Regions from separate parts of the Mus musculus genome. Here all the other regions are linked to region 4. Evidence: chromatin contacts called from public Hi-C, HiCAR-type, HiChIP or PLAC-seq and promoter capture Hi-C data. All regions are on one chromosome and are shown on one strand. Each heading gives the region's core, a stretch centred on a gene start, on an enhancer-like site or on the middle of the called end of the contact. The rest is flanking DNA. Distances are from core to core; before and after follow the strand shown.

Region 1 (3,366 bases), core at 793-3,292, 510 kb before region 4:
AGAAAGACAGCACAGCCTGGGCAGCAGCCCCACGGAGGAGGAGGGCTGTGCCTCTGGCCCCTCAGGCAGATCTACTGACACCCCTGTGGACTGACTGGAGAGGGAAGTCTGAAGCTTCAAGCCCACAGGGGTGCGAGGTGACCAGAGGTATAACTTGGCCCTGGTGGCTGCCTGTGAGTGGTTCTTAGCAAAGCTCTTTTTTGTTTCCTTTTCCTTTGCTGTGTACCCCAAATTCCAAAGAAAACTGTGAGAAATTATTAAGATTTTTTTTCAGCCCGATAGAACCTAGACTGTGATGATCACCAGAATTGTTAATACCATTCTTATTCTGGTTCTGTGTATCAGCTATGCGGTTTACGTTGTAGGATAATTGAGATGTTTGACTAAAGATCCAGGATGTCCAGGCTGGTCCCTGCTCAGTGCCCATTATCCCACTGTATCTCCTTTCTGTCTCTATAAAAGAAGCTCTTTCATGTACCCATGTCCTTAAGACAGTGTCTGAGGCTCCTCCAGCTCTTCAGGGCTGACCCTTGGTTACATGTGACTCCTTCCCACAGACTATCCGCGTATTGTCTTTTGAGTGGCGAGTGGACCGGTCCTCTTCCCTCATTCTGTTTTGAATTTCTTCTGTTTTGAATCTCTTGCTTTGTTCTTCTTTTGTAAGTCTCCTCCATCACTTTTCTCATATGCAAATGAGGCCTTGAGACTTGGTGGCCTTGAAGGTGTCTTCCAAGTGGGACATTTTATCATTTGCTGATTCCATCAGAGACCTGCTTTCCCGACTCTCTCATCTCTCATCCCTATACCCTTCACCTCTCTCCTCTCTTCTCACCGAGTTTGTCTCTGGGGACACACCTCAGGCACTGAGTCTTTCCCCAGCATACAAATCAGCTCTGTGGTTAGGGTGGGGGACAAGATTATAATGGTGCCACAGTTCCTTGACTCACTACCTCCTTGGAGGTGGTGGGTGCTATTGTGGCATCAGACTCCAGCCTACCAGTCCCCTAAGCTTATCCATGTGGTTTTGATGGCAACCCCTGAGGATCTACAGTGATCCAGCCCATGTTGGGATAGATAGGGGTCAGGCGCTGGGCATATATACACTATATAGGCACTGTGAACAAAAATCCTGAAAACCAGCTGTGTCTGCAGAGACTGATAAACTAATTAGAACTTCAGTAAGAAGGAGAAACTGGAAGATTGCAGGTCCAGATGCTAATTGCTGATCTTGGGCTTGTTTTAGTCCTCTGGAACAACCATTCCTTGCCCCTCTGTGTGAAGAACTAATAACCTGTGACTAATAGATACTTTTTCTTCTTCTTCTTCTTCTTCTTCTTTTTTTTTTGGAATCTATTAAATTAGCACACCACTAGCTTCCACCAACCCCAAGGTTCAAGGTAGCATCTTGAGCCTATAGCGAAGCTTTCCCCATCTCTCTGTACCCGCCTCTCTGGTGTACCCACAAATATATTTTAAACCTGGCTTGACTTATGACTTTCTTTGTTCCGTAAAACTCTAAAAAACGTCATGAAGCGTCCATCACGTTAGAACACTTAACTTGGAGTAAGTAACCTAAATCCATGTTCCTGGGCCATGGTTGTTCAAAATGGCTCCAAAAATAAACTCTCTCTTGTTCCCTTTAAGATAAAACCCGTGGTTTTTGCATTGACAGCATCAAGTGGTCAAGTTTGTATTGGAGCTCAGTTCTCCAAGAGTGGATTTCTACCTCTCTCCTGCGCGCATGCGCATGCCCACTTCTGTTTGTGGGTGTTCATGGGCCCACTCACTGCATCGAAGGAACTTTCTCACGGGTTTCTGAGAAACTATCTGAGGCTTTCGGTGCCCCTCTGAACAGAACTGGCTCTGGTGTAGCTTCCTGTTTGTGTGCCCAACGCCAATGATTCGATGCGTTCCTGAGGTCACTGAGGCATTTACCGCTCTGCTTTCTCAGCACTGGTCTGTGAGGCTGCACTGTGGGGGCTGAGTGCACTCGGGGCTGCTGCCCAGTGTGGGTGGCAGATCTTTCCAACCCTCCCAGGGCGTCTGGTACACAGTGGAAAGCCAGACTGAGCCCTCAGAGATGGGCAGCCTGAAGGCAAGGCAGGATGTGTGGGTGCCCCAACTCTGGTACTAAATACGGGCTGCTCATTGATATGCAAACAGCCTGGAGAGGCCTTGAGCAGGCCTGATTGCCTGGCAACAAGGCCTTTTCTCTTCTCCCTCCCCACTCACCTCCCCCACCTGCTGTCTTTTTTTTTTTTTTTTAAATCATCTCTCTGCTTCCCCTTTTATAGACATTTGAGGGGTCCATGTTGTTATTTGGGCTGAATAGGAATTTGTGGATAACACGGGTCTTTGTTGTGTCATTTGCATGAGACCACGCCTTCAGCCTTCTGCCCTAGGGCTAGAAGAGATGTCTTTCATAGATAAGGTGAGCACAGGTGGCTATCACATAACATAGAATAGGGTTGAGATTCCGGGCTCCCTAAATTTGACAAATCGGATGCAAAGTGATGGAGTGACTGGAGTAGTCAGAGTATACCACAGAGCGTGAGGGCCTGGGGCGTGTGAGCTAGCATTGCTTTCCTGGGCAAGGTCTCTGGAACTCACCTTAGCATATGCCCAGTAGGGACAAGGGGGTGGCAGGTTGACAGCCCCTTGAGTAGGTAGGGAGCTTGAGGTGGAGAAAACAAAGAAGTGGTGTGAGTGGTGTGTGTGTGTGTGTGTGTGTGTTTGTGTTAAGGCTGCATCTCTGGCCCTTAGTAGGTCAGTCGCCCTCCCCCGGGAAGCTGCAGAAGGGTTGGGAAGAGTGCCCCAGGGAAGGTTGACCTTGGGGCTAAGCCCATTCCTATCACCAGTTCCTCCCTCCCTGGAGTTGCAGATTTGCTGACATTTCAGATGCATGCCCTGTGACACCCATTCTTGTGTCAAGCACAGGAGGAACAAGGGAGAATACCAGATGCCCCCCAGGATTCCCAGGACAGGATATCTATTTTATTTACATTTGTTTATTTGTTTGTGTGTTTATGTATTGTGTGTGTGCACACACATGTCATAGTGTGCATGTGGGAGTCAGAGGACAACTTGTGGGTATTAATTCTCTCTTTCTATCCTGGGGAAGGAGCTAAGGTAGTCAGGCTCGACAGCAAATGCAAGGTCATCTCACCAGCTCTGCAAGGAACTTTGCTGTGTGGCTTCTTTTGAGTCCTGCGGTAGCCCTAACAGGTGTTATCAATCCCATTTCTCATTGGGGGAGATTGAGATGGAGAGATTGAGCCAACATTATGACTTGCTGGAAGGCCAGCCTGCAGGACCCTGTGGACTACTGTGTTTGGATACTACCACAGCATCCAGAAAATGCAGGTG
Region 2 (3,284 bases), core at 739-3,238, 450 kb before region 4:
GAGTTGCTATGACTATGGTGTCTCTTAACATCAATAAAAGCCACATGCATACATACACATAACACACACACACACACACACACACACACACACACACACACATACACACACACAGTGAAAAAAGTACAAATGGCAGAAAGGTAGAGTAGAGGTGTCTGTCTTTCTTTGGAAGAGAGTAGGCAGGGTCTCATCCAACCAGATCAGTAAGATAGTTGAGTCAATTTATTTTTCTTCAACTGTTACCCTGTTCCCCTTTCAATTAAAGGGGGTTATACTCTTTCGCTCCCTTTGGATAATCATAGACTCATGAGACATCTGAGAAGTGCCTTTTAGGAGAAAATACTCTATCTGCACCTGAGAATGTACTGGCAAACATTTTCTTTCTGGTGTCTCAGCCTTGGCGACCAGAAAGACACTAATGTGTCAGTGAGAGACTCATGACTGGTATACTGTGTTGGGTAACACAGTTAAATGAAAGCGGACAGAGTCACACTGCGACACGGGCCCTCAGATCTCCTGTTTTATGCACTTATCAAGTCTTTGCTGAGTTCAGCTGTGTTCTGTTCTGTCCTTTTTGTCCCAGGCCAGTAAGTTGTATGTATGGAACTGTGAGAACCTATCATTACTGCCAGGATGGTGTTTTGTGGATAGGTGATTAAACACAGGACAGATATTTCTCAGGAGCCTGAGCTTATGGTCTCTGCAGCAGAGAGTCTAGGGCCCATCTTCCTTAGTGACTGAGTCAAGCTGGAGAGGAAGCCAACTTAGGCCACAGGTCAACTTGTCTTTAGCATCAGTACCCAGATCCTGGATCCCTGAGAACCAGGTATGGAACTTCAGATCAGAGATGCAATTGATGTGCCTTGATATCAATTCTATGATTTGTCCCTAATGACCTGGGAGCTCCACTTGGCCATTAAGTGATGAGACAAGGTCCCAACAAAAGGCTGATAACCACTGACCAGGAGCCCAGACAGTCTTCCTCATCATCCTGGTGTTGGTCCAGGCTTACGACTGTCCAGGGCAGAAGCAATCCTCCTTTGGGAAGGTCATTGCATTCCCCATCTCCCTAGGGTACCAGAGCTGAGTATCTCTGAACTTGGCTGGTTCCCATAACACTTAAAACTTTACAGCAGCACAGTATATTTTGGAGATATTCTTGGGTATTTTATTTCTGCTCAGCTGGGCTGCAGCATTAGGCCCGTGACTGCTATTGACCATTGCTATAATGTTTCAATATACATTTTTTTGGCAAGACATAACTCATATTTTAAAATATTAATTTCCCAGCCCCAGTGTTTCTGAGTGCACTTCGATTTTTATTTTCCTGCAGCTGTACAGCATGAACGAGGAGAAACTACTTCCCAGTTGAATGCATACTTCTCATCCATTCTCTACTCCTAGATGTTCCCAGATGGCAGGTGAGTGACACCCAGATCTGTCCTTCTGAATTTCATCATGCACTTCAGCCCAGCAATCAGGCCCTTGTTCGCCCAGCCCAGGGCAGAGTAATGACAGAATGGTCAAGTGACATGGAATGGCTGCGGGTTTTTTATGCCCTGGGGAAAGCGTAGTTTGGCAAGGTGTTTGGATGAGCTTCTGAAATAGCCACACACAATAGCTACCAAATGATATGGCCTGGCACAAACTACAGAGTTGATGTGCCAGTCAGTAGCAGCTGCAGGAGGCCCCCACGGTGCAGCTTGCCCGGGTGGCTGAACAAGGTTGGCAGTTAATGTAAGCCCTTCCTGTCTTTTCTTCCCATCATGAGATGAATCCTAAGAGAAGCAGATTTTCTTATGAGTTTTCAGTTCATTGGCTCTCTCCTTGGGTGGGAGGCTGGATCATGCCTTGATAAATGAGGATTCACTCTGGGCCAAGAAACAGGAGCACATGATGTTCGGAATCAGACTTTGTGAGGATCACATTGGCTTTGGAATGAATCCTGTTCTAGGTTTAGGACTGGCCACCAGAGTGGAGATCAGTACTCATAGCCAGAGGCACCTGGGATGCCTAGGGATCTAGATCCAGGCCTGGGATCAGGAGAGTTGCAGAGCTGGCTGGGCATTTGAGTCCCAAATGGAATATGGAGTTCCATACTGGAACAGTTATGAGAGGCAGCGTCTGTACTGAGCCCTTTTGTATGGGTGGGGGAAGTCTGGAAATACTCACTTGAGAGGTCTCTGCCTACACCCAGAGCCAAGCCATCTTTGATCCACAGGACGAAGCCATCATATTCAGGGATGGCACACAGCAGAGTCACTGGCTGTCCTGACACCACCACTTGGTCCTGGGGTTGCTGGCTGAAGGAGTAGACTTGACCTGGGGAGGGAGAAGCACAGTGGTCAGTCAGTGAGGCCAGCAGTGCCTTACATGCTCTGGAATCAGAGCCAGGCTGACCCAAGAACCCAACTCTAGCCAAGTTCCCCTCTTTCAGGGGCTGGCTTGAGACTCCAGACTCAAGACCTCTTCTTATGCAACCTTAGTGCTGACCCAGTGATGAACCCCAGCCACCACGGGACATGCCCCCTCCCGTCTCTGTGTTCAACTCCCACCTAACTTCACTTGCTCAGGAGTCATACGGCTCTAGTTTAACCTGGCAATCCAGGTGATTGGTGACTAGTATAGGGCCTTGGCAGGAGCTGGTAATCATCCCTACCTAGAGTCTTCTTTTCTTTTCTTAAAAATATTTATTTCATTTATATGAGTACACTGTAGCTATCTTCAGACACATCAGAAGAGAGCATCGCATCCCATCACAGATGATTGTGAGCCACCATGTGGTTGCTGGGAATTGAACTCAGGACCTCTGGAAGAGCAGCCAGTGCTCTTAACTGCTGAGCTATCTCTCCAGCCCCCTTGTTTCATTTTCTAAGGTTGGCTCTTACAGTCTCCCCCTTGGGAATCTCTTGGAAGCCCATGCCTCTCTCCCCCCACCTAAAAAGCAAGATGGCACGACCATTGAAGCTATCGGTTCATATATTATTAAACACGTAGTTTGCTGCACATGTGAGGTGCCTGGCTCTGTGCATCTTTAAGCATCAGCTCATGAATTATTACTCTGCTAACAGTGTAACCGTAGTAAGCACCCGTGTCTACCTGGAGAGAGGAGGGCTGGCATAAGTGTGGGACAGAGGAGAGTAGTGCTGAGCTGACTCAGTACTTCCAATGCTGGCTGTACTGCCTGGGGGTACTGTGCTAACAGCACCCCTCAGGTCATCAGCAGACAGCTCTGCAGTACTGGGAACCAAGGTGTTTGTCAATGGCTATCTGTGGCAGGCTGG
Region 3 (3,554 bases), core at 770-3,269, 320 kb before region 4:
AGCTACAGAGGGTCATGCCTCGTGTGGGTTTCTGATAAGTATGGTTTGGTTGTATGCTGTTTATCACAAAGACAACAGATAGTATTGTCAGACAGACTCATGAGCAGCTGCCTTTTGCAAGAAGAATGGGAGAAGTCCCCTGGAACTTTCACAATTCTGCCTTCTGTCCCAAACAACAAGAAATGAAAAGCCGGGGCTGAGGGCAGTGGGAAGCAGAGACATTCTTCTCAGGAGGGCTAAAGAAAACCTGTGCTCAGGGTTCAACTGCACTCATGGGGTCTCATGGTGTGCACATTCTCCATCAATCAGAAGTCAGCTGACTTCATATATACCTGCTTAGCCCCTGGACCTGACTCCTAATCACGGCTTGGGGACATGAGCTGGAACATTGCAATGGTGGGCTCTGAAGGTGGCATCGAAGATTTGGTTATGGAGCTAGATATGGAGATTTGCTGTGGCTCCCATCTGACCTTAAGTAGGCTCCCAAAGCCTAATCTCTCCCATCAAAGATCATGGCTTACCCACTTTACACAAGGCCTGGCAGAGTTTAGGCACAAAAGAAACAAACACCAAGCCAAAGCCTCTGAGGTGTTGGGAGGAGCACCAGAGCCAGGAGGCTCCACTTCAATTTACTGGGATCAAGTCAAGATTCTGAAGAAACATTTCTCATCTTTATAGGATGCCAAAAAGTAAATGGGTGGGTTCTGGATAGTAAGGAAAGAGGGGAAGTCGAGAAAAGGAAGAGAATTAGGAAGTTTAGGAGATAAATAAGTTAGATCCTCCCTGAGAATTTACGCCACGGTCTGAAAGGTGAAGGCTCTGCTTGCTGGTAGTTTCTAGTTGTGGCTTGTGACCAAGCAGTGTTTCTGTGCCAATCACCAGGGAGTCAGGGAACTGCTGAATAGCAACCCTGAAGACCCATTACAAACAAAAATGAGCCCCCGTCACTAATAGCCTATTACCATAGCAATGGTCCATGGCTTAGAGGGATCTACACCTTGACTATGAAAGAAAACAGAAAAAAATGGAAGTAGAAAGGATGTTGGTGTTGGAGAACATCAAAGTCGGCTGTATTCAGCTGTTACTGTAATAAAGTGCCCAAGATGATCAACTTAAAGGAGGAAAGGGTTAGTCTGGTTTACAACTGGGCCTGTGGTGGTGCAGTTCCTCATGGTGGGAGCCCATGTTGGAAGCTTTCCCCATCAAGATGGCTGGGAAGCAAAGAAAGGTAACGAAGACGGGGTTCCCACCTCTCCTTCACCAGTGAGCTCCCCAGTGACATAAATTCCTTCCCCCAAGTCTATCACCTTTTAGGAGCACTAGACTGGCAGCCAAACCATCAGCACATGGTCCTCTGGGGGGCACAGCTACATCATGGCAAAGCCGTGATGATGTCACGTGCTGGCAGTGTTGGGCATGCCAGAGCAGTATGTGCTGTAACAAAGAAGTGAGCTATAGAACAGATCATCAGAGGACTGAGCCCCCCAAGTGTCAAGCATGCTCTCCGTGTCAGCTGCTAGGTAGATATCCCTCTGTTTGTCTCTTCATTAGTTACTCCGTCTCTCCTTTTCTCCTCACATATTTCTATTCAGACCCACTCCCCACGGAAGAGCGCATGCCTGCCGTACTGTCTTGGTAGGATTGGAAACACAAAAAGCACAACTACCTTCACTCACAGGATCCATAAGGATGGGATGTGGGGGCCATTAGTAGCAGTGTGAGGGACGATGGGGAAACTGTCCCTGACATGCTGGGCTTTATCAAGACAGTCACTGGCTGTTGCTTTCCTCCAGCCCCTAGTGTTCCCCAGGGTGGTTTCTACTACCCAGGATAGGTGGATCTGTCTATCATGATTAAATTGCCTCCTGGGAGCAGATGTTCCTGCGGAAGATGCACTGATAGCTGAGGATGGCAGCTTTACAGAGAAGTGGCACGTCACAGCCTCTTAGCCCCTGGATTTCTAGCATCAGAGCCCCAGCAGTCCCCGGAGCCAGCTCCTCATTCCATCTGAGCAGCAGGAGAGTGGGAGGGTTGCATGCTGCCCTTGGAGGTGCCAGGATTCCTTAATGGGGAGGCCAGGCGTGAGGAGTCAGCTTCCCTTCTCTGAGTGCATGGTGCTTGGTCCAGTCTAAGCCTAGAGAAACAGCCTAATCCTGCAGTGTCCAGGGTCTGGCCAGCAGAGGAATGCTTGTGGCTTGGGGATTGGAGGGAGTTTGCCTGAGTAAGTGTGTGTCTCTGCTTCTGAGTCCAGGCCCCGACATCAGGGAAATTAACCAGACTCTGTGTGTTGTGGGGATTGTGCATAGCAACCTAATCAAGGCTTAGTTTTTCATTAAAATTTCCATTAATACTGGGGTTGTTTAGATCAAGTTGAATGAGACGATCCATAATGTACCTTCTATACTCTATTACCGGTTTGAGGATCAGAGGGGCGTTGTGCACCTCTCCTGGGGCCATTAGCATTTCCCTCAGTGTTGTATCATCTTCCCCAGCACCTGCTATATAGAATGAACAAAATACAAAGAAGATCACCCAGAATTCCACTGCTTCTATGAGACAGGCAGAGGAACGTGGAAGAAGAGAAAGGCAGAGGTAAAAAGTAAAGCAGATGGAGGAATCTCATGGGCCAAGGCTTTGTCTTTTCAGCATAGAAAAGTGTCCTGGAATCTTTCGAGAAAGGCTGTTAGAGGGACATGGAAGTCTGAGGGGGAGGAAGGACAGCGGCTCTTATATGGGGAATGAAGATGGAAGAATTTAGGCTACAGCTTGTGGGGACACTTCTGTAGCAGAGCCCCCTAATGGACTGTCATCTATATAAATTCTACCTATGCCTCAGGCCAGTTTGTGGGACATCTTGAGAATGGGTGAACTAGTTTCAGGGCTCATGAAGGCTTGCCCACTGCTGAGTCAGTGAGCTGTGATTACATCCTTAACTGCAGCTGTATGACACTGTTGCCTGGGCCACAGCTGTCCAGTGCCCTTTGACAATGCTGTGTATTGGATCTATCTCCCCTAAGCTTCTGTTCAGTAAATTCAACCTCCAAGATCATGTGTTAATGGTATGTGTGATGATTAGTGTTAAGTATCAACTTGACAAAATCTAGAATTACCTGGGAAATGACTTCTGGGCATGCTTGTGGGGAATCATCTTGATTACATTAATTGGCCTAGGAACACACACCTATTGTAGGTGACATCATTTCCTGGAAAAGGAACCCTGTCCTGCCAATGAGAGAAGCAGCAAGCATGCACTGATTCCTCTGTTTCCTCCTGTGAATGAGTTGGGCCAGCTACTCTAAGTCCTGCTGCCTTGACTTCTCTGGCATGATGGGCTGTATTTTGACCTGTGACCTAAAATAGATCCTTTCTCCATTAAGTCACTTATGTCAGGGTACTTTATCACAGAAGCAGAAAAATAACTGAGACAGTAGGTGATCAAAATTAGGTGTATCATGAGGGTCTGGCCCCTGTGATAGTATAAGTGGCTTTAGAGATACACACCATAGCTGGCATCCTTCATTTGTATTACTGTGGCATGCTCTGCCATGACAGGA
Region 4 (3,834 bases), core at 477-2,976:
TGCCCACAACCCATATGAATGTATAAGTGTGAGCTCATTATAAATCTGCATAAACATGCTTTATACATACTTCTAAGGGGAGGGGTCCCTCGAGTTTAATCAGGAGTGATAACTGCAAAGTTTGACCTGCATGGATAAGTGGGAAATCTACAGTGACAACAAGGACCGGGGAAAGGGAGAAGGAAGCCTGGTTTTACTTATATTTGGCTTCTCCTGACAAGAGAAGCAAGGGGTACACACTGTTTGCACAGGCAGCCACCCATGGCGATGTTCTGCTTTCTTAAAAACTTTTACCCTTCATTTAATCAACAGATGGATGTTCTCTGTTGTGGATTTTTTTTTTTTTTCTGAAAGTCCTGTCCCTCCAAGAGCTGTGCTGGCAGGCACACATGCTGCCTCAGATGGCAGAGGTGGCACTGCCATTCCAAAAGAGTGGGACGGAATGGGTTGACTTGGCTCTTTCAGTCTTAATTCCACAGGTGACTGTTGATGCCTTTAGCTAAGTAGGCGCGTGCTTAGTCCTCCCTCCACCATGACCCACCCCATGACTCTCAGTGGCAAGGATCCCAGAGGTAGCAAAGTTCTTTCTGGAGAGTCCACCTGCTAGGATTGCAGAAAGGAAGCAATCGGCACCAGGGGCGAAATTCCATTTCATACACCTAATCCAGTGCTTGGTAGGATTCAGAATTCAGCCTTGCTCAGGGAAATGGGTGACATTCAATGTAACTCTTTACAAGCGTTCTTTTCCCCAGCCACTGTAAATACCCGCCTCAGAACCTTCCCTAATCGCATCCCTTTCTGCAACTGTGCAGACCTCGCACATTTGCTTTAAACACACCCGGGCAAGTTAGACCTTACTGAAACTGAAATCTCCACCTACGCCAGGCTCCCCTTTTCCAACCTGGCTAGAAAGGCGAGCAGGCACCCAGAAGTTCCGAATGGCCTAGCCACACGGATGTTACCTAATTAATATACCGGGTGCATAAAGAACTTACATGCATCGGAGAGTTGGAGTTGGACGTGGACAAGAAAGACGAGAAAGTGCAGCCTCCCCTGTTCTCCCAGCCCCTTCCTTCCGAAGGGAAACCCACAGTTCCATTTTGTAGCATTTGCAAATGCAAAGAAGCAATGCTACTTAACTGCCAATGGGCCGGCACCAAGACCCTCAGCTAGTACGAGTTCCCGAGCCTGTCCACCTCCCAGCTCTCAGCCCTCAGCCCTCAGCCACCCGCGCCCTCCGCTGCCGCCGCCGCCGCCGCCGCCGACTTTGCTCCAACTCCGGCGCGCCGGGTTCCTACCTTGACTGAAGAGGAAGAAGCAGAGGAAGAGCAAATCCAGCTGGAAAGGTCTCATTCCTCAGCGCGCGGGCAGCCGGCGGGCAACTTGGGTGTGCAGTTAGTTTCTCTTCAAGCGCGGCGGCTGGGCTCGCGGTGCTCAGCCTCCGCCGCCGGTCCTCCAGGGTTCGCGCCGACCATCTATCTGTCAGTCGGTCTGTCCCTCCTCTGGTCCGCTTAGGTCTCGTTGTGTCTCCGGGTATCTGCAGGCAGCCGAAACCAAATGCTTGTTTTCAGTCGCCTCGGGAAGCCGGGATCCTTAGCAATGTGCCCACTCGGAGCAGATCCATTCTCTGGTTCTTGGCATCCCAGGCACACGGCTTCCTCTGGCGGGCTCCTCCCACAGCGAGCGAACGAGCTAGCGAGCGGGCGAGCGAGCAAGCGAGTGACGAGTGACAGAAGGGCTCCTTTCACAGAAGCTGGGGCGGGGGGAAGAGGGAGGGGAAACAGGTCATAATTAAAGAGGAAACACTTGGAAAGGGGAACGCTTTGCAAAACGGGAGGGTTGCAGAAAGGCTGTGCTTTTCTTCTTTTCCCTAAACAGGGGGATACTCTGCTTTTGTTACCATTATTGACCAGAACGTATAGTGAGCACCGAGCGGAGCTGTGACTTTCTGTTCACACGATGTAATGTTGTTAAACGGGAGTGAAGTTACCGATGATTAGACTCGTGCACATGCATCAAAATGTGCCTGCCTTGCTGTTGCACTAGGGACTGGCAACTGGGCTAAAAGGTAGTCAGGGGTGCATCTTTCCCCAGCAGGGACTTAGCCAGTGTGTGTAGCCAAGGCTAGGGAGTTGAGATAAGCACAAGCAGGGCAGGCTTTGCATTTGGGGGACTTTCTTGGTGTGTGTGTGTGTGTGTGTGTGTGTGTGTGTGTGTGTGTGTTGTGTGCGTGTGTGATGTGGTGACTGGGGTGATGGTGGTGGTTTGTGTGTATGTGTGTGTGTGGGGGGGGGTAGAGGAGTGGAGGAGGGGGTTGGAATTGATAAGCCCTGGGTGTTTGGATCTTAGTTTGCTTGCACTGCTCCTAGAAAACAAAATGCAGGAGTTAAGAGCGAACGCAGGCAGGTTTGTGACACATACCTATTTATTACTATTATCCCAGTCTGTGTCTCCCCTAACAAGGACAGGCAGCAGTCTGTCTTTGCATTTGAGCCTCTCTCCTCTAATGAGCACTCCATCACTATAAGGATGCCTCTTCTCCAAAAGGTGCTGTGAGTTTGATTGCCAAGGAGAGGCCAAGGTCATAGGCAACAATTTCTTAAAAACCTGCAAGTCTTTTACCTGTCATGAAATCCACACTCAAATCAAACTCCATGTCCTCCATGATAGCAACATGAATTTTTCTAGGTCTATTTACTTGATACACATTTAGGCATGCCATGGGGGAAAGTAAAATTGACCATGCCTCCAGGAGCTTGTGATCCAAAGTGGAAGTTGAGTGCATACAAGACACAAACTCTAAGTATCTTACAAAGCAACACATAAAAATATGCAGTGTTATAGAGAGTGGGTGAAGAGGGACTAAAGGGAGAGATGGGGAAAATGAAAGATGCTTTCTCAATGTGCGTCATTCAACATTCAATTACAAAATCAATCATTACTTTCTGCAGTCTTTGGACCTTAGGGAGTCCTTTTAGGGATCTCTTACCCTTCCATCAGTATTACAGATATGGGGCTTTGCTGACTGCAAGGCACATTCCAACTCTGAGTTTCCACATGGATGTTAAAAAATGTTTCTTAGAATTTATGAACAACAAAGAAGCAGGGACGTATGCATAAGTGTGTACTGGTAGGAGCTGACACCTGGCAGTGACATTCAAGATCTATAAATTAGTAGGTGTATGCTTTCTTGACTTTTCCATTCTTATCATAACAGTTTGTTTAACTACATCTCTTAGAGGCTGTTAAACATATCAAAGGGAAATCTATAAGCATGTGTGTGTGTGTGTGTGTGTGTGTGTGTGTGTGTGTGTGTGTGAAGATGTTGAATAGCAGAGGCAGCCCCATCAGCCAAATTTGCAAGGCACAGAAGCAACATTAGCATAGCCTTGCTCCATTAGCTTGGCATAGAAGAGATAATGCAATAAAGCACAAGAGGTAAATCAGAAACACGCAAAAGATGGGTATTAATCCCAAGTAGCATATGCGATATATGAAGGGTGAGGATCTGGCATATATAGTGTTGAACATCAGCAGCAGTTTTTCACTAAATATTCAGGACTAAGGGAGATGAAAGGTCTGAGTCCCACTTCAAAGGCCAAACCGAACCTGCTAAGATGTAGAAGGAATGTACCTGCCCAGGCAGCATTTGATATTTTAACTAAAGATTTATCCTCTCAGCTGTTGGTTAATTTTCATTGCAAGCTTCTAAATGGCCCGCGGCCCAGGTTTAATTCAGCCCCTCTGGGGGAAATATTTTAAAAAACAGGGTCGTGAGGCCAGTGAAGTGTGCAATACACGGCTGGTCATCAGAAACACATAGCAGTGTATGCA
Region 5 (3,297 bases), core at 392-2,891, 390 kb before region 4:
GGTTGGTCCAGTCAGTCTGCATTTATTGAGCACATACTATGGCTAAGCTGGGGAACACAACTCTAAAACATATAGAGTCTCTGCCTCAGTCTAGTGTGAGAGACTAACCAACGTAACAGTTTGAACATTTACGGTCTGAAAAGTCTGAAATCTAAAATGTTCCAAAATTGGAAACTTTTTTTGGATACCAATGTGATGTCATAGATGCAAAATTCCACATCTAATCTATGTTATGGGTCATGGTCAAGACAGAGGTGTACTAAAAATATTGCCTAAAATTAGCTAAAAGCTATATGCAAAGGCATATGTGAAACATGAGTGACTTTTGTGTTTAGATTAGGTTCTTGTCCATGAAATGTAGACAATGGAAAATAGAAAATCTGAAACACGTATGGTTATGAGTGTTTTGGTTAAGGGATCCTCAGCCTGTACAGTGACAGGAGTGTTGTTATGAGCAGAGGCCCACGATCCACCATAAGTGCAGGCAGAGCCTCCCACTCACTCCTCAGGCATGGCGCTCTTTCAGTACATTCCCAGGAGTGTGCTATCTAAGCTGGAACCCAAAGGAATCATGGGAGAAAGACAGATAAAGATGGGGCTGGAGAGTAGTCTATGCTGAGGACATGGCATGTGCAAAGGCTGTGTGTGTGTGTGTGTGTATGAGTGTGTGTGCATGTGTGTGTGTGCATGTGAGTGTGTATGTGAGAATGTGTGTGTAAGTGTGTGTATGTGCATGTGAGTGTGTATGTGCATGTTTGAATGTGTGTGTGTGAGTGTCTGTCTATGTGTGTGTGAATGTGAGTGTGCATATACATGTAAGTGTGTATGTGTGTGTGTGAGTGTGTGTGTTTGTGTGAGTGTATGCATATGTGTGTGTGCATGTGAGTTTGTATGTATGAGTGTGTGTATGTGTGTGGGTGTGTCTGTATGAGTGTCTGTTTATGTGTGAGTGCATGTGAGTGTGTATGTGTGAGTGTATGTATGTGCGTGTGAGTGTCTGTGTGTCACAGTCAGTTGAGGTGACACCTGCCCAAAGGGAAGCAGAGCTGGAGGGAGAGTGGCCATAGATACAGCTGGGAAGTTAAGAGCAGGAACATCCAGTAGACCAACTAGTGTATCTAATCCACATAGATAGATATCCATGGAGCCGTCACGTTGTCAGTCCCCCAGCACGTCCTTGCCCTAACCCTAAAGCCCAGAGCATCTTAGTTTTGCTCCAGCTCCCTCAGCCTCTGATTGTGCTGGGAGGAGCCAGGGATATACCAAATCCAAGGAGGCGACAGCAGCCCAGAATCAAAAAGCCCTGTGCGCCTTATCTAGCGAAGGGATGGAATCCGTGAGATGTTCATTTAACATATTTCTGCCTTCTGAATGGCTTTTACTTTTCACTAAATTGAAACCGCAGTACAATATATGTGAATGATTAGGTTGTGTAATACATTCCAGCAAATTTAGATTAGGAGTGATTATGACTTAAGTAAAATAGTTGAACACAATCCTTATTGCCATCTATCTCCTTCTCCTTCTCCTCTTTAACTGTTCATGAGGCTGATTGAATGCAGGCAACGAAGGACTCCAAGAAAAGCCAGGGCTGGGCAGGGAGGGGAGGGAGGAGCTCTGTCTTTGGAGAGCTTTCAAAGGAGAAAGAGGTTGTCCGGAAGCCTCAGGGTCTGGGATGTAGGCAGAAGCTCCAAGCTGTGCGGCAGATGGGAGGCAAGTCCTTGGTCTGCTGTTTGCAAGCTTTGTGACCTGAGGCGAGGCATGGAAGCTCTCTGAGTCTTCATTGTCCTGAGCAGAACAGGGTGTGCTCCTGGCTGTGAGCTTGTGTGAGGTGGAAGGAGGTCAGGGGCTTGAAAACACTGCAGAGGACCAAGGGCTTCATGGAAAGCTGAACTCCTTCTCAACTTCTGTCTGTGTGACCTTGGCCTCTGTCATTCAACCTCAGAGTTCATTCTTTCTAATCCACAAAATGGGAATAAATGCACTTGCTACTTTACTAGAGAGTCTTAAATGAGATATATATATGCATGCATACATACATACATGCATATATAATATATACATGTTTGTATATATAATACACACATACATAATACATGCATGCATGTATATGTAGTACTTATATACAAACATGTATACATAATACACACATACATGCATGCATGCATCCATACATGCATGCATACATACATTCATACATACATACATGTTGCATGATCCATCTGAGAAGGATGTCTGGCTGGCAGAGGTAGGAACAGGTGTGTCTAGGGTGTCTACTTCCTTGGGAAAGCAGGCTGGCATGGTATTGGGGTAGGGGAGGGAGGCTTGCTGAGGCCCAGAGTGGGAAGGAGCCCAGGGTGAAGTTTTCCTTTAGAGCCCTGTGATGCATGCATGCCCAGGGTAGCTCTGGTTTGCCTATTGTGTTCCCTGCTTGGTGCTGCTCACAGTCTGTACGATGTGCCATGCTCTTGCTTTGGTATCAGCATTCCTAGATCAAAGGTAAGACACACAAAGGCAGGGAGTTGTTTGACTCAGAGCACAGCCTGAAAGGTCAGGAGGTGCCCCAGAGAATACAGTGCATGCCGCTGAGTGAATGGCTTTGAGTGAGGCTTGACTTCTTCCCCTTGGGAATGACTGAGAGCACAATCCAGGGAACCAGGGGAAACCAAAGGCATCAGTCATGCCTGCAGGGAGCTTGCTGCTGCAATAAAGAGCAGCACTTGGGGGTATGGATCCTAGCACACACTCTTCAAGGAGTTTCTCCAAGCCCTGGGGACACCCCAAAGTGCAATTCCCTATCTGCTTCCCAACAACCAGACAAAATGCAGAGCAATCACTGCCATCCCTGTGCCACAGCCTCTTGAGGTGTCAGCCTCCCGTGGCTCCGGCAGGAGACAATATTTCTTTTCTGGCAGCAGGGACAACAAATAGCATCCTGGCAATGAAGGGCCCTCCAAACCCTCCAGAGCTGAAGGAGGTTGGGCTGGCAGCCACATCTGCTGGGGAGGGGAGTAGCAACTGTGGCTGCCTCCCTCACTTCTGGACACCACAGTGGGTGGCCCATATTGTTCCTGTCCAGAGCAGGAAGGATGGTGGCAGCTAGCACGTGGAGCCCACTAGCATGTGGATCCCCAGGTTCCAATACTAGATACCATCTTGTAAGACGGCAGAGCTGGCTCTCTGCCGGGGCTGCCTGCCTCTAACACTTTGCTAAGTGCTTCCTTTCCTCTTTACAAGTCATCCTGGGAAGTAGCTACTCTCCTATTCAAGTGAGGAAGTGGCTGCTCAGAGAGGTTG
Region 6 (3,591 bases), core at 103-2,602, 480 kb before region 4:
ATAGCTGAGTGCGAGACCTTTGCACATTAATTGCCCTTAAGTTCCTGGCTTCCAAGGCCCAGTAGATTGGATTGGAATACTTGGAACCTTTGCTTTGGTTTCTGCCCAAGACCCTGGTCACTGAAAGGGCAAGCGTGAGGTGTGTATCTCATAGACACTCATGTTTAGACTCTGGTGACAAAATGCTGTGGTTTGGGGGTCACCAAGGCAGATCACCTGTTAGAAAGGGCTGAACAGGGATGGACATACTCAGAGGGATGACGGGAGAAGGGTTGAGGCAAACCCTACTCTGCTTTGCAGAACCTTCCTTTCCTCCTTGTTCATATTTGAGAAGAACACTGGTTTAGATGCACTGCAGACCACTCCTGTTCTGGGAAGTTCATAAGTAGGAATTGCACATGGTCTTTGGAGCCCTAAGCAGCCAAGTAAGAAGTCAGCTCCCCTGTGATAGTTTGAATGAAGATGGCTCCCATAGGCTCATATATTTGAATACTTGGTCCTCAGTTGGTGGAGTTGTCTGGGAAGGTTTAGGAGGTATGGCTTTGTTGGAGGAGATGCGTCACTGAGGTTTCAAAAGCACACACCATTTCCAGCCAGCTTTCTCTGCATCAAGATGTGAGCTCAACGCTATTGCTCAAGCCCCATGCGTGCCTGCTTATTACCATGTGTTCCACTATGACAGCCATAGGCTCTAACTCTCTGAAACTGTGAGCCCCCAATTAAATGTTTCTTTTTTTTTTAATACGTTGTCTTGTTCATGGTATTTTATCACAGCGACAGAAAAGTAACTTAGATATGCCCTAAAGCCTTGTGTTGAAAAGATTATTCAGTGTGGTGCAGCTCCTGCCTAGCAGCTCCGGGTGTGCTTGTGATATCTCCCAGTATAGGCACCACACTGGGGAGGAAAATGGACTTTGGTATGGCCCTGGCCCCTCTTGCATGTGGCAGCAAGGATACTTCACTGTTAGTCCAGACCAACAGTCTCATTCATTCATTCATTCATTCATTCTCTCTCTTCCCCCTTCCCCCAATCTGTCAGGCTACAGTGACCACTTTGACAACTCAACAGCCATGTGGCCCTGTCCCCAAGAGTGACTGGATCTTTCCTCTGCTTTTCAGCATTAGCTCAGAGTCCACTCTGCAGTTTTTATGGACAGAGATGCTCGGGGTTAGCGAGGTGAGCTGACTTTCCCTGGGATGCACGGCAGGCTTCCAGCTTTCTCTCTTCACAGTGAACACTAATTGGAAAGTCCCTGATTTAATTTACTGATGAAGCCCCACTGGCACGCACAGGGAGTGTGTCTGCTGGGGGATGGTCTGCCTTGGTTAGCCTTTCTTTTGCAGCTGCCACTCTTGGAGAGGGAGAAGCCCCTTAATGGCATGGGGGAGGGGCTTCCTGCAAGCCTTCCTTTAGTTACCATTTCTGTCAGTCTTGGAGCTGAACCCAGAGACTGCAAAATGCCTATTTTCTCTGCCCCAAGAAAGCTTGTAGGCCTGTTTTATGTACACCACATTTTTCTTCACCCTCCCAGAGATCATGCAGATAATTGGCTATAGCATCTAGCTTACACTGTCTTCTTTCTCATACAAACATGTCCAAAGCCACTTGTCCAAAGCCACAGAGTGAATAACACTGCGTATGTGGTCCACTGTATTGCAGTGGTCTCTGACTGGGCTAGCCGAATGATGGTGGCTCCCAAACCTTGAAGGCCTGAGGTTAGTTACAGAAGGGGACCATAAAGGGGAACAGAGCCCCTTCCCCCAAATGATGTCATCAGCAGAGACAAAAAAGAAAAAATAAAAAGCCCATCTCCTCTCTCCAAGTTTCTTCTCATTAATTTAATCTAATTTGTTCACAACATTCCTCGGTAAACAGTGGCCTCCCTTTAATAAGCCAGGTTCTTCCCCCCGACCCTGCAATTGTGTCTCTAATCATCCAGTGTATCAGGAAAGACTTGCTGCTAATTGTTGCCAGGCGTCGCACTACCCCGCGTGTCAGGTAAAGGATGGCAGCGAAAGATAATTATAATCAGATCTAATTAGTAATTATAACAGATCCCGACTAGAAATTGTTTTCAGTTAAATATTCCCCGAGAGGTGCTAATGGTCTCCGGGGCATGCTGAGTGCCATGGAACAGGGGGCTTGTGAGGGTAGTACTACCTCATATCTCATCCCCGACCTTCTGTAAGCGAAGGAGACAGAGCCAGAGAGAGCAGCTTGGGGAACTGGGCTGGTGGGTGAGTGTTCCTGTTTTCAGGCCCCATGAGGCATGCTTTCTCCATGTATGTCCAAGGTGAGGCCTTCTCTCTCCTCTACAGTGACCATGGAGTCCCTCCATCAGTTCATTTATTCAGGGCATCAGGACATAGAGGCTTGGAAATTTCTGGAACATCAAAAACAACCCTGAACATTGCGTAGCACAGCATGGGGATACTTCTGCTAGAGCCACTGCTGGACTCAACCGGGTTAAAGGCATTGCTATGAACGCCCTGACGAAATCAGATGGAAGGGCCCTCTTGCACTGGTTCATGCCTCTTGCTCCAGGACCATCTCTTTCTTTTGCCTCTAGCAAGTATCTGTGCAAGCTTGGGCTCATCCTACTTCTGTTAGCCAGAAATGAATTACCCAGCACTTCCTGTCCTTATATCCCAGGTCCTGCATCCTGCACGGCTCCATCCTGGACACCACTGAATCCATTATCACATTGGGCACCAACCACGACTCCCCACTGCCTGCCTGGCTCAGACTCCTTAGCATGGCTCAAGGCCCTTTCCTCTGATTCTGATTCTCTGTCAGTCCCAACACCCACTGCACTGGCAAACACCCTCAGAAACAATGGCGTTTGCTAGTTGGGCTTTTGCTCAAGTCACTGTGATGGGATTTTATCCTCCAGCCATCAAGTTCCCCTCATCCACCTGGAGATGTTCATAAGCTGTTGCTTCTGGAAGGTTTCTTAGACCTCCTTAGCAGATCTGATGCCTCCTTAGCATTTGTATGGACAATTCTAGGTGCTCTTCTGCCTCCTGTGATATCATGTGGTGATATGGCTCCTCCCTCCCCTCCGGACTAAAGACACCAAGTGCACAGAGGATGTGTGACTATCTCTGCATCTCTCCCTCTCATCTGGTACAATGCACACAGTAGGGATTTAACACAGACCAGGAGAATAACTGACTGAATACCAGTTAATTAGAAGCTGCTATCCACCAACTGCATGCTGGCATTGGCACTAATGCTTTAGACCACCTTGTTCTCTCTCAGGCCTAACTCTCCAGCCTGCCTCCTCATTGCATGCTATTGGCTTGCTATGGTGTGATTAACTGCTTTCCACTAGAGGACTCAGGAATGCTGAAATCCCACTTAAACCAGCTTTGCCAAAGCCATTTGGGTTTTTAGCACCGAACAAGGCTGGTGCAATGGAGAGGGGCTGCATTTTAAGCTGAACCTGAATTCATTCACACTTAAATTTAAAGAGCCCTTGGTGGCCAGTGGCTACTGCAGTGCAACTCAGCCCGTAGCCTTTGGAGAACTCACTGCTACAGCAGTGTGGAAAGGCTAGACCCCAAGCCTTTGTGGTGACAGGTTAGACC
Region 7 (3,584 bases), core at 883-3,382, 420 kb before region 4:
CTCTCTCATTGACTATCTCATGCTTCCTTAAATGATCTTTGAATAGCATCTTCTTTTTATTGCTTTGTGTAGCTTAACAGCACCAATTGTGATTATTCTAACTTATGACAAGCCCGAGATCTATAAAGCTCTTGTTCATTCATTATTTTCCTCTTGCTCCTTCTCATATGCTTGCTATTTATTTATTTATTTATTTATTTATTTATGGAATGTAGTGAGGAGGAGTTGGTGGTGGAGGGAAAATAAAATAAAAGGAGATATAAAATTAACAGGGAGACAAATGAAATAGGGCTCTCACTGGGTGACAGACACCCTATTAGGTGCTGTTAAACAAAACAAATACACTTTAATACAGCACAAGCAAAGATTTTGTATTTATTCTGAAATGGAAATAAAGCAATCACCACTTTATCTCTAATGGAAGAATGAGCTAATTGTCTCAATAGCTTAAAGAATTCTGGCCACTTGGAGAAAAATAATAATTATTATTTTTTTTACTGCTTTACCATTTGTTCAAATCATACCAAGGTGCATTGTCTGGCATAAGCCAAGAATTCTGTTGCTTGATCGATGTCATGACTGCTATTCCTGTTCAATTATTAATATGGAGGAGTTATAATTATTTTCAGTATTGCTATGAGATAATTATAAACCATAAAACAGTCCCTGTGCTTGTGGATGCCTTTCTTATCTGCAAATGGGTTGGGGTTTAAGAGCTCCCAAGCAGAGCAATGCCTCTCATTTGCTTGCTTAAACAACACATGGACTTTAGAAGAGAGAAAATGTGCTGTCTGGCACTTGGGAAACAAGTCTGTCTAGCCTGGAAGAAAATCCCTCTCCCTCCTCCCATTGTGACTTGGCTTGTTCTTCCCACTGCCCATGGCTTGTTCTACCCCACTGTCTTGGCCTCCTCTAGTCTGCCTCCATTTTGTAAGCTGAGACTTGTAGCACAGCACTCATGTTGGCTCAGCTTGCTCAGCATCCCTTCCTTCATTTTCTTGGTCACTTAGAAGCTGGGGTCAGATACCTGGAGCTCAACGATCCTAAGGCGGCTCAGTTCCTGACTTTTTCTGCTCGCCCAATCCCTGAGAGCCTAGCCTGTTTCTGTAATGAGCATCTCCAGCAAGAGACCATGTCTATTCAGCACCACGGACAGAGCCCCGCTGTCAGTTTCCACAAATTAGAAGTTACTGCCTACCTCTCTCTTCTGGGCTGCAGTGTTGAAAACAGAGAGGGTGATGAGAAAGAAAAAAAAGCCAATGAAAAAGACTGATGGATTTGCCACAAAGTATGCAGCCCCAACCCCTGGCTGTGCTCAGCCATGGGGCTCCTACACATGATAAGTGGCTGCTGCAAGCTTGTTGGTTTTTTTGAACAGGCAGACAGTGAATGTAAGTGGTAAGAGATTCCTAGACTTGCTTATTCTCCTCTAACTCCTAGCAGACTGTCATCTTGATGGGTCCTGGTGACAAGCCCATAGCTAGCCCAGGGTTCTGGTCTGGGCCATATACAGAGGCATGAGTGTTGTGGATGGCAGCTGTTGAGCAGAGGGAGAAGGCACTAGGCCGTGTACAGTCTAACTCAGGGCCAGATGCTAGGGGTGTCCTGCCTCTTTCTTGGCTGGAGTGGGAAAGAGGCTACAGGAGCTATGAGCCCTGATGGGGGCAGCTCATGGCAAGCCAGGCTGGTGGTAAGAAGCCAAGACTTCATTTGTCTGACTTTAATGAATAAATGGTACCCCGGACATTGTTTATCTGCTTTTGAACCCTGACAAACAGTCTGTGGCATCTGATGAAGAGGGTTATTAGCTGCATGGAGACAGATGGCTGGGGATGGAGAGGATTGGCTCTTTATTACAGCAGACCCATAAGTGACAGTGATATTCTCACATCCCAGTCCACATGTCAAAGTCAATACATTCTCCAAGTCCTCTGGGATATATGCTGGCCCAGTGTTTGCAGAAGGTAGAACCACCCCTGGGTGGGAGACTGAATTCAGTCTGTGCTGTTGGGAAAGTAGGCAGATCTCTAAAGGCAGGCTCTTGGAATATAATACCACCTTATTCTGTACGATTCTCCTGAGTGCCCTATAAGGCGCTGTCAATTCGAAAAAGTAGGAATGACTCAAGAGAAGGAGGGAGAACATTTAAAGATAACAGAAGCAGATTTTAATGAGCTGTGTAAGTGGGTAGAAGAGCAAAGGTAGGGAAGAAATAGAGAAGTAAGGGACACGTGGTGGTGGGGGGGGGAGAGAACAGAGCAAACGAAAAATACTGAATCACCACCACACGCTTTGGCACCAGCTGTTCTTCCCTGTGTAAATAGCACCATGAAGATCGAGCTGAGCCTCCTACTCTCCTTCCTGAGCAGTTTTGTGTTCCTTGTCCAGGTTCCTCTACACACAATTGTAGGCATACCCTCGCCTCCCTGTGTTACCCCTGAGGGGTAGGGTGTGTGTGTGGGGGGTTCTCACTGACCTTCATTCATTCTCCGAAACTTGTCCTTGGCCATGTAGCCCAGTACCAGACAGCATCCTCTCTTCTGGAGGCCAAGCTCTGGAAGGAAAGCATAGGTGGGTGAGTTGGGAGTGGGTCCTGTCTGAGAGACACCTTAAGCATGGGGCTGTGGATCAGCAGGGATGCTTATTTAGAAAACGTTTCTACAGCACTTATATCCCAGGCACAGCTTCGAGGCAATAGTTCTTGCTAGATTCTCACAGCATCATGTGAGGCACAGAGCATTGTGCCTCCCATTTTCTACCACCTCCATGACAGACATACTAAGGAAGAAGCCTTATGAGGCATTGGAGTCAGGATCATAAAAGTAGGCTCCGGAATGCATCCTCATAACTACTGTTCTGGGATACTTGAGCTTCTTATGGTTTAAGGCTGAGGACCATGCCCAGGTCACGTTGAGACCATAGCCAGACTAGCTAAATAGGAACACCTGGTAGTGTGCAGAGTGGTACAGCATGATCAGACGCAGTGGGTGACCCAAGAGGAATAGTGAGAATGTCTAGAGTGAGAACAGGAAAAGACACAGAGATGATTGGTAGACAGAATGTGTTCAACCTTCAGGAAGGGCGGGAATCTGCAGTTGCTGACTTTGGTGTGTTCCTATGGGCAGTCACTGATTAGCAGCAGCATCTAGGACTTGGGAAATTCAGACTTAGAATACAGGGGTCAGTAGTGCTGACATACACAAGGACTCATAGCACATTGGCTTTCCAAGAAGAACGAGGCAGAAAAGCAACTCTGGGTAGCACATGCCTGATAATATCTCTTCCAGAGCATTTTATAAACCAGCTTCTATTGTGTGTCAGTGGTGGACTTGAGTATGTCTGCCTCACTAGAGGGCAAGCTATCCACTCCTTTGGCTTTTAGTCCTGATTTGTCTTGGGCACTTCATGATTTCTGAAACAACTTCACATCCACTTTAATTTTTAACTCCCAACGGCAATGCTTTGTTGTCTCAGATGGGATATTGCTGTTCATGTGACACACAGATGGGTGAATGGAGGCTCAACAGTGTTGGGGGGCGGGGCTGTCCTTGATACATTTGATTCATCTCTACTTCTTTGTTCAG

Evidence for each region. Promoter capture Hi-C pulls out the DNA fragments that hold promoters and counts their contacts. Hi-C and Micro-C count contacts between places; a contact is called where the count stands out from the background. HiCAR-type assays count read pairs that join an accessible place to other places. HiChIP or PLAC-seq counts read pairs in DNA pulled down with a chosen protein or histone mark.
Region 1: a HiCAR-type map of astrocytes shows a contact between it and region 4, with 10 times the contacts expected there. The contact joins the enhancer-like site here to the promoter of Kirrel3 in region 4. A contact is called at or near these places in 12 of 39 promoter capture datasets (the 3T3-L1 cell line, the SN4741 cell line, embryonic stem cells and 6 more), 1 of 484 Hi-C or Micro-C datasets (liver), 19 of 115 datasets of contacts at active chromatin or transcription factors (SST interneurons, VIP interneurons, astrocytes and 12 more) and 3 of 9 other capture datasets (adipose tissue, embryonic stem cells and liver).
Region 2: an H3K27ac HiChIP or PLAC-seq map of VIP interneurons shows a contact between it and region 4, with 6 times the contacts expected there. The contact joins the enhancer-like site here to the promoter of Kirrel3 in region 4. A contact is called at or near these places in 7 of 39 promoter capture datasets (cranial neural crest, embryonic stem cells, hippocampal neurons and 3 more), 2 of 484 Hi-C or Micro-C datasets (cortical neurons and embryonic stem cells), 10 of 115 datasets of contacts at active chromatin or transcription factors (VIP interneurons, embryonic basal ganglia, embryonic forebrain and 7 more) and 3 of 9 other capture datasets (adipose tissue, embryonic stem cells and pancreatic islet).
Region 3: a promoter capture Hi-C map of hippocampal neurons shows a contact between it and region 4, with 6 times the contacts expected there. The contact joins the enhancer-like site here to the promoter of Kirrel3 in region 4. A contact is called at or near these places in 5 of 39 promoter capture datasets (the 3T3-L1 cell line, embryonic stem cells, hippocampal neurons and 2 more), 1 of 484 Hi-C or Micro-C datasets (nephron progenitors), 10 of 115 datasets of contacts at active chromatin or transcription factors (embryonic basal ganglia, embryonic forebrain, embryonic limb bud and 6 more) and 2 of 9 other capture datasets (adipose tissue and liver).
Region 5: a Hi-C map of cerebellum shows a contact between it and region 4, with 4 times the contacts expected there. The contact joins the enhancer-like site here to the promoter of Kirrel3 in region 4. A contact is called at or near these places in 6 of 39 promoter capture datasets (cranial neural crest, embryonic stem cells, hippocampal neurons and 1 more), 2 of 15 datasets of contacts at CTCF or cohesin (both in the NIH/3T3 cell line), 3 of 484 Hi-C or Micro-C datasets (cerebellar granule neurons and cerebellum), 12 of 115 datasets of contacts at active chromatin or transcription factors (the NIH/3T3 cell line, astrocytes, craniofacial prominence and 9 more) and 3 of 9 other capture datasets (adipose tissue, embryonic stem cells and liver).
Region 6: an H3K4me3 HiChIP or PLAC-seq map of embryonic basal ganglia shows a contact between it and region 4, with 4 times the contacts expected there. The contact joins the enhancer-like site here to the promoter of Kirrel3 in region 4. A contact is called at or near these places in 6 of 39 promoter capture datasets (cranial neural crest, embryonic stem cells, frontonasal cranial neural crest and 3 more), 3 of 15 datasets of contacts at CTCF or cohesin (embryonic stem cells, pro-B cells and stem cell-derived epiblast-like cells), 25 of 484 Hi-C or Micro-C datasets (the C2C12 cell line, the HL-1 cell line, the MC3T3-E1 cell line and 11 more), 14 of 115 datasets of contacts at active chromatin or transcription factors (astrocytes, embryonic basal ganglia, embryonic forebrain and 9 more) and 3 of 9 other capture datasets (adipose tissue, embryonic stem cells and liver).
Region 7: a contact with region 4 is called in an H3K4me3 HiChIP or PLAC-seq map of forebrain, with 4 times the contacts expected there. The contact joins the enhancer-like site here to the promoter of Kirrel3 in region 4. A contact is called at or near these places in 5 of 39 promoter capture datasets (cranial neural crest, embryonic stem cells, hippocampal neurons and 2 more), 2 of 484 Hi-C or Micro-C datasets (cerebellum and cortical neurons), 6 of 115 datasets of contacts at active chromatin or transcription factors (embryonic forebrain, embryonic hindbrain, embryonic stem cells and 3 more) and 2 of 9 other capture datasets (adipose tissue and embryonic stem cells).

What each region holds. Positions count from the first base shown.
Region 1 is chr9:34,994,742-34,998,107 of GRCm38.p6, reverse strand. The region is part of intron 5 of Kirrel3 (kirre like nephrin family adhesion molecule 3); the gene reads right to left. The region is part of intron 3 of Kirrel3os (a long non-coding RNA gene); the gene reads left to right. Among named protein-coding and RNA genes, the nearest start is that of Kirrel3os, 11 kb to the left of the region's middle. Within about 2 kb of position 2,042, at least 75 of the 459 cell types and tissues checked have an H3K27ac peak or open chromatin away from gene starts, as enhancers often do. A contact at or near this core is called in astrocytes, embryonic stem cells, forebrain and 4 more, where this site is marked.
Region 2 is chr9:34,938,150-34,941,433 of GRCm38.p6, reverse strand. It overlaps Kirrel3 (kirre like nephrin family adhesion molecule 3), which reads right to left. Exons shown (of 17, transcript NM_001190911.1): 3 at 2,173-2,322. Kirrel3os (a long non-coding RNA gene) reads left to right here. Exons shown (of 16, transcript XR_003948304.1): 10 at 1,334-1,421. Among named protein-coding and RNA genes, the nearest start is that of Kirrel3os, 68 kb to the left of the region's middle. Within about 2 kb of position 1,988, at least 4 of the 459 cell types and tissues checked have an H3K27ac peak or open chromatin away from gene starts, as enhancers often do. A contact at or near this core is called in VIP interneurons and neural stem cells, where this site is marked.
Region 3 is chr9:34,808,801-34,812,354 of GRCm38.p6, reverse strand. The region is part of intron 1 of Kirrel3 (kirre like nephrin family adhesion molecule 3); the gene reads right to left. Among named protein-coding and RNA genes, the nearest start is that of Gm33561, 45 kb to the left of the region's middle. Within about 2 kb of position 2,019, at least 10 of the 459 cell types and tissues checked have an H3K27ac peak or open chromatin away from gene starts, as enhancers often do. A contact at or near this core is called in hippocampal neurons, where this site is marked.
Region 4 is chr9:34,486,623-34,490,456 of GRCm38.p6, reverse strand. Kirrel3 (kirre like nephrin family adhesion molecule 3) reads right to left here and starts at 1,726. Exons shown (of 17, transcript NM_001190911.1): 1 at 1,299-1,726. The coding sequence starts at 1,353.
Region 5 is chr9:34,881,710-34,885,006 of GRCm38.p6, reverse strand. The region is part of intron 1 of Kirrel3 (kirre like nephrin family adhesion molecule 3); the gene reads right to left. Among named protein-coding and RNA genes, the nearest start is that of Gm45955, 13 kb to the right of the region's middle. Within about 2 kb of position 1,641, at least 8 of the 459 cell types and tissues checked have an H3K27ac peak or open chromatin away from gene starts, as enhancers often do. A contact at or near this core is called in cerebellar granule neurons and cerebellum, where this site is marked.
Region 6 is chr9:34,962,917-34,966,507 of GRCm38.p6, reverse strand. All of the region lies in intron 4 of Kirrel3 (kirre like nephrin family adhesion molecule 3), which reads right to left. The region is part of intron 8 of Kirrel3os (a long non-coding RNA gene); the gene reads left to right. Among named protein-coding and RNA genes, the nearest start is that of Kirrel3os, 43 kb to the left of the region's middle. Within about 2 kb of position 1,352, at least 18 of the 459 cell types and tissues checked have an H3K27ac peak or open chromatin away from gene starts, as enhancers often do. A contact at or near this core is called in embryonic basal ganglia and stem cell-derived neural progenitor cells, where this site is marked.
Region 7 is chr9:34,910,754-34,914,337 of GRCm38.p6, reverse strand. It overlaps Kirrel3 (kirre like nephrin family adhesion molecule 3), which reads right to left. Exons shown (of 17, transcript NM_001190911.1): 2 at 2,477-2,554. Among named protein-coding and RNA genes, the nearest start is that of Gm45955, 42 kb to the right of the region's middle. Within about 2 kb of position 2,132, at least 37 of the 459 cell types and tissues checked have an H3K27ac peak or open chromatin away from gene starts, as enhancers often do. A contact at or near this core is called in forebrain, where this site is marked.